2 separate regions of the Sus scrofa genome follow, and region 1 is linked to region 2. Evidence: chromatin contacts called from public Hi-C data. All regions are on one chromosome and are shown on one strand. The core of a region is the stretch at or near the end of the contact, and the rest is flanking DNA. Distances in the headings are between cores, read along the strand shown. Region 1 has its middle 26 kb from the start of PSEN2. Region 2 has its middle 7.8 kb from the start of PARP1.

What was found. Hi-C and Micro-C count contacts between places; a contact is called where the count stands out from the background.
Region 1: a contact with region 2 is called in a Hi-C map of subcutaneous adipose tissue, with 1.9 times the contacts expected there. The contact joins two enhancer-like sites. A contact is called at or near these places in 1 of 5 promoter capture datasets (liver), 10 of 47 Hi-C or Micro-C datasets (alveolar macrophages, brain, heart right ventricle and 5 more) and 1 of 2 datasets of contacts at active chromatin or transcription factors (skeletal muscle).

Annotation. Positions count from the first base shown.
Region 1 is chr10:14,516,639-14,520,206 of Sscrofa11.1, forward strand. No RefSeq gene overlaps it. Among named protein-coding and RNA genes, the nearest start is that of PSEN2, 26 kb to the right of the region's middle. Within about 2 kb of position 1,628, at least 17 of the 83 cell types and tissues checked have an H3K27ac peak or open chromatin away from gene starts, as enhancers often do. A contact at or near this core is called in subcutaneous adipose tissue, where this site is marked.
Region 2 is chr10:14,247,104-14,250,770 of Sscrofa11.1, forward strand. No RefSeq gene overlaps it. Among named protein-coding and RNA genes, the nearest start is that of PARP1, 7.8 kb to the left of the region's middle. Within about 2 kb of position 2,333, at least 10 of the 83 cell types and tissues checked have an H3K27ac peak or open chromatin away from gene starts, as enhancers often do. A contact at or near this core is called in subcutaneous adipose tissue, where this site is marked.

The sequences.
Region 1 (3,568 bases), core at 378-2,877, 270 kb after region 2:
TAAAGACACCACTTCTGTCAGACTAAGAGGTGCCAGAGTCCCCCTCCCAATCACTTGTTGCTCAACAAGCTCTCCAAAGTGGATTTTTGTTCAGCAGTCCTAATCCGGTTCTCCCAGACATGGGTAGGGTGGTGACTGATTCTCAAACTTGTTGATGCCAACTTTTACCAAGTACCATCAGAGCAGAAGGCATCAGGGACAAACCTAAAAATTAGCTATAGTCTGGCTGCTGGGCTGTGCTTACAGAATAGTCACAGCTGTTTAGAGCTGCAGCGTGTGTGTGTGTGTGTGTGTGTTTGGAGTTGGTGTTGAAAGATGCTCCTATATTAGGGAGGAAAAGGCATAGCCAGATGGTCACTGGGGGCTTCTATCCCAAGAGGGAAAGTTTCTTGCAAGAGCTATGAAATAAATGAAAGCAATTTATTCAGGCTGCCTGGCCCAGGGGGGTCATAGATCAACAGCAGTAAGTGGTGGTGGGGGCAGGTCATGCATAGCAGGGGTTAGAACTGAGGTGGGGGCTGCCCAAGGGGCTTGGGGTTCTCCAAGAGAACTTGGTCTCCAGCTAAGATATTAAAATGGAACATGGAATTTATTAGTTTTATTAATTAAGATATTAGCGTGGAATTCCTGCACCGACGGTTCCCACTTGGGATATAACACTTCCCTAGAACCCTCAGATCAAGTGTTTGCCGTCAGAGGACCTTGTCCTGTGGAAAGGTTCTCAAAGTGTGGTTTGAGGATCCTCTGCCTGAGAATCAAATAAGGTGTTTGCCAAAAAAGTAGGTTCTTGGGCCACACCCTGCACCTACTGAGCTGGAACGTCTGAGGGTGGGGCCTGGGTGTCTGCTCTTTTAACTGGTGACTTTATTTTTTTTTGCCTTTTTTTTTTCTTTTTAGGGCCGCACCCTTGCCGTATGGAAGTTCGCAGGCTAGGGGTCAAATCTGAGCTACAGCCTACACCACAGCCAGAGCCACAGCAATGGCATCTGTGACCTACACCACAGCTCACGGCAATGCCGGATCACTGACCCACTGAGCCAGGCCAGGGATGGAACCCGCATCCTCATGGATACTAGTCAGATTCGTTTCTGCGGGGCCACGATAGGAACTCCTCAACTGGTGACTCTTAAAGTTTACAATGTCCACCTGCTGCCAGGAAGTCACAAAGTCCAGGGAGGAAGCAGAGGGGATGGCTTCCTGGGGCTCCCCGCAGTTTTCAATTTTTTAGGAAGTACCCTAGAGGAAGGGTAAAGTAGATAAATGCATTTTTCTTTTAAAATTTCACTTTAGTTTTGAGAACTTAACATATGAGGAGACCGAGGCATTCTTTCTCCCCCTCACCTCCCTGCCCCTGTCCCCCAAAGCCCTTGAGCGCTCTGTGAAACGTGACCTGCCTTACCCAGCCCTCACAGCCGGCTTTCTGGCAGGAACTTGACTGGGGAGTGGGGGTGTGGGGTGGGGGGTGGTCTCGGCCAAGGTCTTGGAAAGAATATGCTGTTTCTTGGGCAGTGGGGTCTCCAGGCCTGAATGCCCAAGGCCAACATAGAGCGCTTAAAAATAGAGGCCGGTGGCCCAGCCCAAGGGAAAAGAATGGAGGCCTCCCTGGATCACCAAAGAATGATCCGAACAAAGGAGGCTGACGCCCTCCAGTGGAGAGAAGCTGCTTCCCAGCCCCGCTTAAGGGCCAGACCCACAGGGCTGAAGGCTGAGCCTCAAGGGGGGGACACAGCCATGGAAACACCACCTCCCTAAGATCCCTGCTTCCGGATAGAGGAAGAATCGCGCTGCCTGCATTTGCTAACATCCCTGTGATTGCAGGATGCCTTGCTGTAATGTGTACTGTTTGAATAACAAGTACCTTCCATCATCATCAGAATTGAGACTATTTTCATTTTTTCTCATTGAGATTGAGGCTACTACTACTGGAGTTCCCATCGTGGCTCAATAGTTAACGAATCCAACTAGCAGCCATGAGGTTGCGGGTTCGATCCCTGGCCTTGCTTGGTGGGTTAAGGATCTGGCGTTGCCGCGAGCTGTGGTGTAGGTTGCAGACACGGCTCGGATCCCACATTACTGTGGCTCTGGCTTACGCCGGTGGCTACAGCTCCGATTAGACCCCTAGCCTGGAAACCTCCATATGCTGCGAGAGTGGCCCTAGAAAAGGCTAAAATACAAATAAATAAAGAAAAGAAAAGGCTACTACTACTGGGCGTTCCGGTTGTGGCTCAATGGGTTAAGAACCCAACTCTTATCCATGAGGATTTGGGTTCGATCCCCGGCCTCACTCGGTGGGTTAAGGACCAGGTGTGCCTGGTGGCATAGGCCAGCAGTTCAGCTCTGATTCGACCCCTAGCCTGGGACCTTCCATGTACTGCAGATGTGACCATAAAAAGACAAAACAAACTTTTTTTTTTTAGAGACAACAGGCTTTAAATAAAAGATTGAAAAGTAAAAGTACACAACACCTCACACCCATTACTATAAAAGAAAGACAGGCCAAAAGAGAGAGAGAAGATAAAGTGTCTTGGAAAGGATGGAGAGATTGGGACTCTTGAGCAATGGTCACGGGGATGTGAAACGGTGCAGACATTGTGGAAAACAACACGGTAGCTCCTCAAAAGAACTGAACATAGAGGTATCATATGATCCAGCAATTCCACTTCTAGATACACACCCCAAAGAACTGAAAGCTGGGTCTCAAAGAGATATTTCTCCCCCCATGTTCTCAGCAGCATTATTCAGCATCCCCAAGCCGTAAAAGCAACTGAAAGTGTCCTTTGATGAATGCATAGATACAATGTATCCATATGGTGGAATATCATTCATATGGTGGAATATCATTCAGCTTTACAAGGGATTGCATTCTGAATGGAAGTGCCTTCAGGAAGTTCCCGTGCTGCTACAGCATGGATGGACCTGGAAGACAATGGGCTAAGCGACACAAGCCTGGTGCGGCCCTAAAATAAAAGGGAAAAAAAAAAAAAAAGGCATCTAAGCCCTGATTCTTAGAAAGTGAATGCTGCCTCGTATGAGGTATTAGGTTCTTCAGAGAAAGAGAACTAATAGGATGTGGGGGCGTGGGGGGGGTGGGTATAAAATAACATGGAGATTTTTAAGGAAATTAGGCTCATGCAGCTGTGGAGGCTGGCGAATCCAAAATCTGCAGGGTAGGTCGGCAGGCTGGAGACCCAGGAGAGAGTTGCCGTTTGAGTCCAAAGGGCCTTTTGCTGGCAGAATGCCTCTTCTTCCAGGGAGGCCAGTCTGCTCCCATGAAGACTTCAGCTGATTGAATGAGGCCCTGCTCACATAATGGAGGGTGATCTGCTTCACTCAGGTTCTACTGGTTTAGATGGTATCGCATCTAAAAAGCACCTTCAGGAAGTTCCCACCGTGGCTCAGCGGTAAAGAGCCCAACTAGTATCCGTGAGGATGAGGGTTCCATCCCTAGCCTCGCTCAGTGGGTTAAGGATCCCGCGTTGCCGTGAGCTGTGGTGTAGGTCAGAGGCATGGCTCGGATCCTGTGTTGCTGTGACTGTGGCTGTGGCGGAGGCCAAGCAAAGTGCAGAAG
Region 2 (3,667 bases), core at 1,083-3,582:
GACCTACACCACAGCTCACAGCAACGTCGGATCCTTAACCCACTGAGTGAGGCCAGGGATCGAATGTGCAACCTCATGGTTCCTAGTCGGATTCACTTCCACTGCACCATGATGGGAACTCCCACAGTTCTCTTTAAATGATATAAACATGTCTTCCTTTATTGCCCTGTTTGTTCTTAACTTCCAAATCCTCTTTACTGTACAGTACATTGGCTGGGTTATTAATGGAGGGAGACTGGAGAAAAACAAGCTCCTGCCTGATGGAGGAGGAAGGAATGATGATGGGAGGCTGTGGTGGGCGGTGGAAGCCGGGCATCTGTGCCAGGAAGAGGCAGAGAGGGGCTGTTTCCATGGCCGCCTCCACCGCATGGGGCCTCACCCTCCTTTTCTTGTCTTCCTTTAAAAAAAGCACAATATAAACAGCCTTGTTGTTTTCCCTGATTATATAAGCAATGCATGCAACCTGTAGAAACACAAAAAAGCCACATGACTTTGCGGATGAAAGGATGCAAGGCTCCAGTTTTGTTACCACTTTGGTGGCTGCCCCAGAAGGCGGTGCCCGTGGGCCTCTGTGGGTCTGGTTCTTGTTCACTGCTATGTCCCTGGCCCTGGAGCAGGTGCCTGGCATGAATGGGGTGGCATGGATAACTACAGGGCTCCCTCTCACTCCCAGGATGGCCTCCTTGGCCTCGTGCAACAAGAAGGAGTGTAGTTTGAACTCAAGGAACACCCTGAGCCCAGAGCCTCTATGGGGCCCCCAGTGGGAAACGGGGAATGTTCATGAGCATCTAGCTGTTTAATTCAAAATACAGGCCGCAGGAGTTCCCCTTGTGGTGCAGCAGAAATGAATCCGACTAGTATCCATGAGGATGCAGGTTTGATCCCTGGCCGTGAGCAGTGGGTTACGGATTTGGCGTTGCCATGAGCTGTGGTGTAGGTTGCAGATGTGGCTTGGATCTGGCGTTGCTGTGGCTGTGGTGTAGGCTGGCGGCTACAGCTCTGATTCGACCCCTAGCCTGGGAACTTCTATATACTGTGGGTGCAGCCCTAAAAAAAAAAAAAAAGGCAAAATACAGGCCACAGTTGTGCTGTAGCCAGTACCCCTCCCCCAATGGTCAGCCCTGGCATCTTTTGGGCCCTCATGGCCATTGTTGACTGTGGCCCTCAGATGGAACCATTTCAGAGACGTTTTGGTGAGCAGGTGGTCTGCCTATTTTCCCCAAGAGTCTCCTTGGCCCCCTACAGTCTTGTTTCCTCCCACCTCCCAGAACCAGATCTACGTGCCAAGTACTGAGCAGGACCCCCTTGGAGGCCGCACCTCCAAAGGAGTCATGGGGGGCCTGGGATTTTTGAGTGATCGGCACTGGAACATAGTCTCTTCCAAAGGGACCCCTGAGACAGGCAGTTTAGATAAAACAGCTTTCCTAGGAATGAATGAATGGATGGATGGATGGAAGGCAGCCCCCCAATAACCCTTATCATGACAATTGCATTTCCTACTGAACTCTACATTTTTTGAGGACTGGCACTTGCTCCTGGAGAGTCTTACCCTTACTCCACCTGCAGTGCCCTGTGAATGAATGAATGAGTAAACTACATAGCATTCCTACTTGGCAATGTAGGTCTGTTTTAGCATATGAATTTTTTTTAATTTATTTTAAATTTATTGCAGGATCACTGATTTACTATGTTGTATTAATGACTACTGTATAGCAAAGTGATTCACTTATGCATATATAAAATATATGTAAATATATTTATATATTTATAAATATATTAAAATGAGCCTATTTTTGTTTTGTAAATAATTTCATTGAACACATGAATTCTTTGGTATTCTTAACCCTTAGCCTCCCACTGGGCCCATGGTAGGCACTTAGCAGACATTTGTTGAATGAATGAATGATACATATATACATATATAAAAATATTTTTGACTTGCCATTGAAGAAGTGGGGGTAGGAGTTCCCATTGTGGCACAGTGGAAACGAATTTGATTAGTGTCCATGAGGATGTGGGTTTGATCCCTGGCTTCGCTCAGTGGGTCAGGAATCCAGTGTTGCTGTGAGCTATGGAGTAAGTCACAGACGATACTCAGATCCTATGTCAGTGAGGCTGTGGTGTAGGCCAGCAGCTGCAGTTCTAATTGGACCCCTAGCCTGGGAACTTCCATATGCTGCGAGTGTGGCCCTAAAATGCAAGCAAGGAAGCAAGCAAGCAAGAAGTGGGGCAAGGGATTTCCCTGGTGACTCAGTGGGTTAAGGACCTGGTAGTGTTATTGCTGTGGTGCTGGATCGGTCCCTAGCCTGAGAACTTCCTCATGCTGTGGTGCAGCCAAAAAAAATTGTTTTACAGAAGTAAGGGCAAGTCCAACAAGGCCTGGTGAAGAGCAGAGCCCTGTGGTGACAAGCTCAGTTCATTGGGCAGGTGGAGTCTCGGTCGGTGCCCAGCGCTGTGCCCGGGCCGCTGCTGCACCTCGCCACCCACATTGGCCAGTTTCTCCTGAGTGCATTTATCACAGAGCAAATAAGTGTAGTTATTTTGAACCACGAGTCTGACGTAAAGAACCTAATCGCAATTGCTTCAGAAAATTATGTTCCCTTCTGAGCCCTCAAAATTGTCCTGGATGCTGATCTTCTGTCAGGAATGGGGCTCTGTGGCGAGGGACTGAAATGTTCTAGAAAGAGCTGCCAGGAAATCACAGCTTCGTCCGTAGGTCTCCGGCCGATGCAGGAACTGAAATGCAAGCTCATTTCTCAAGGGAGAGCCACGCCGCAGTAATGGACATTCTCATGCCCTCTCTCCTAGTCTGAAGATCTCTGTCCTCGCGCTCTCAGTGACTGGGCTGATCTTAGTTTACCCCTTTGTTCTTTTAGAAAACATAAAGAAGGAAAGGGGAGAAAATAAAGCCACAGGTAGCTCACCAATTCAAGAAGGAAATAGCTTCACCAAGCTGCAGTTACTTTACGATGCAGTGGGGGACCTTTGTGTTTATGAAACAGAGCTGTTTTGGAAATTACATAATTCTAATCAGAGTACAGATTTCCTAACTGCACTCGCACAGAGACACTTTTCAACTGTTATGGTTTATTGTTCAATCACTCCTCTTCTTTTTTTAATAGCATCAAAATCAGTGGTTCTCCCTTCTGTACAATTTTGGAGGGCAGAAAATTTAGTTAGAACTCAATACACAGACATAATTTAATGTTTTAAGATTTGATGTTTTGAATGGCGGTAGAACCCTATTATAGTGTGATTTGTTATTTGACATACTGAGAAATAACTGAGTTGGATTTAATTCCCTAGGATACAATAATAGCAACCCACCACCCCCACTGGCCGCCCCCGGACTTTTTAAACAGGCAGGGATCCTGGAGCTGTGTCTGGTCCCCTCAATTCACAGCTGAAGCCAGAGGTAATGTGATTTCCCAAAGGTCACCCACCTAGTGACAACTGAGTGGGGCAGAACACAGCTGTTCTGGCCCTTGCTTTCTCTACTCTGCCCCAGTAGGAGCACGATTAATTTTTACGATTGTGGGCTGGTGTTCTGGAAAGAAGCTTTCTCTTATTGAGAGATGGAGGCGTGGGCTGGGTATGGGGGATCAGCAGTGGGCAAACCAGTGATGATTCAGACTCAGGGAGCCAGGTCGACCCCAGACAGCTTGGT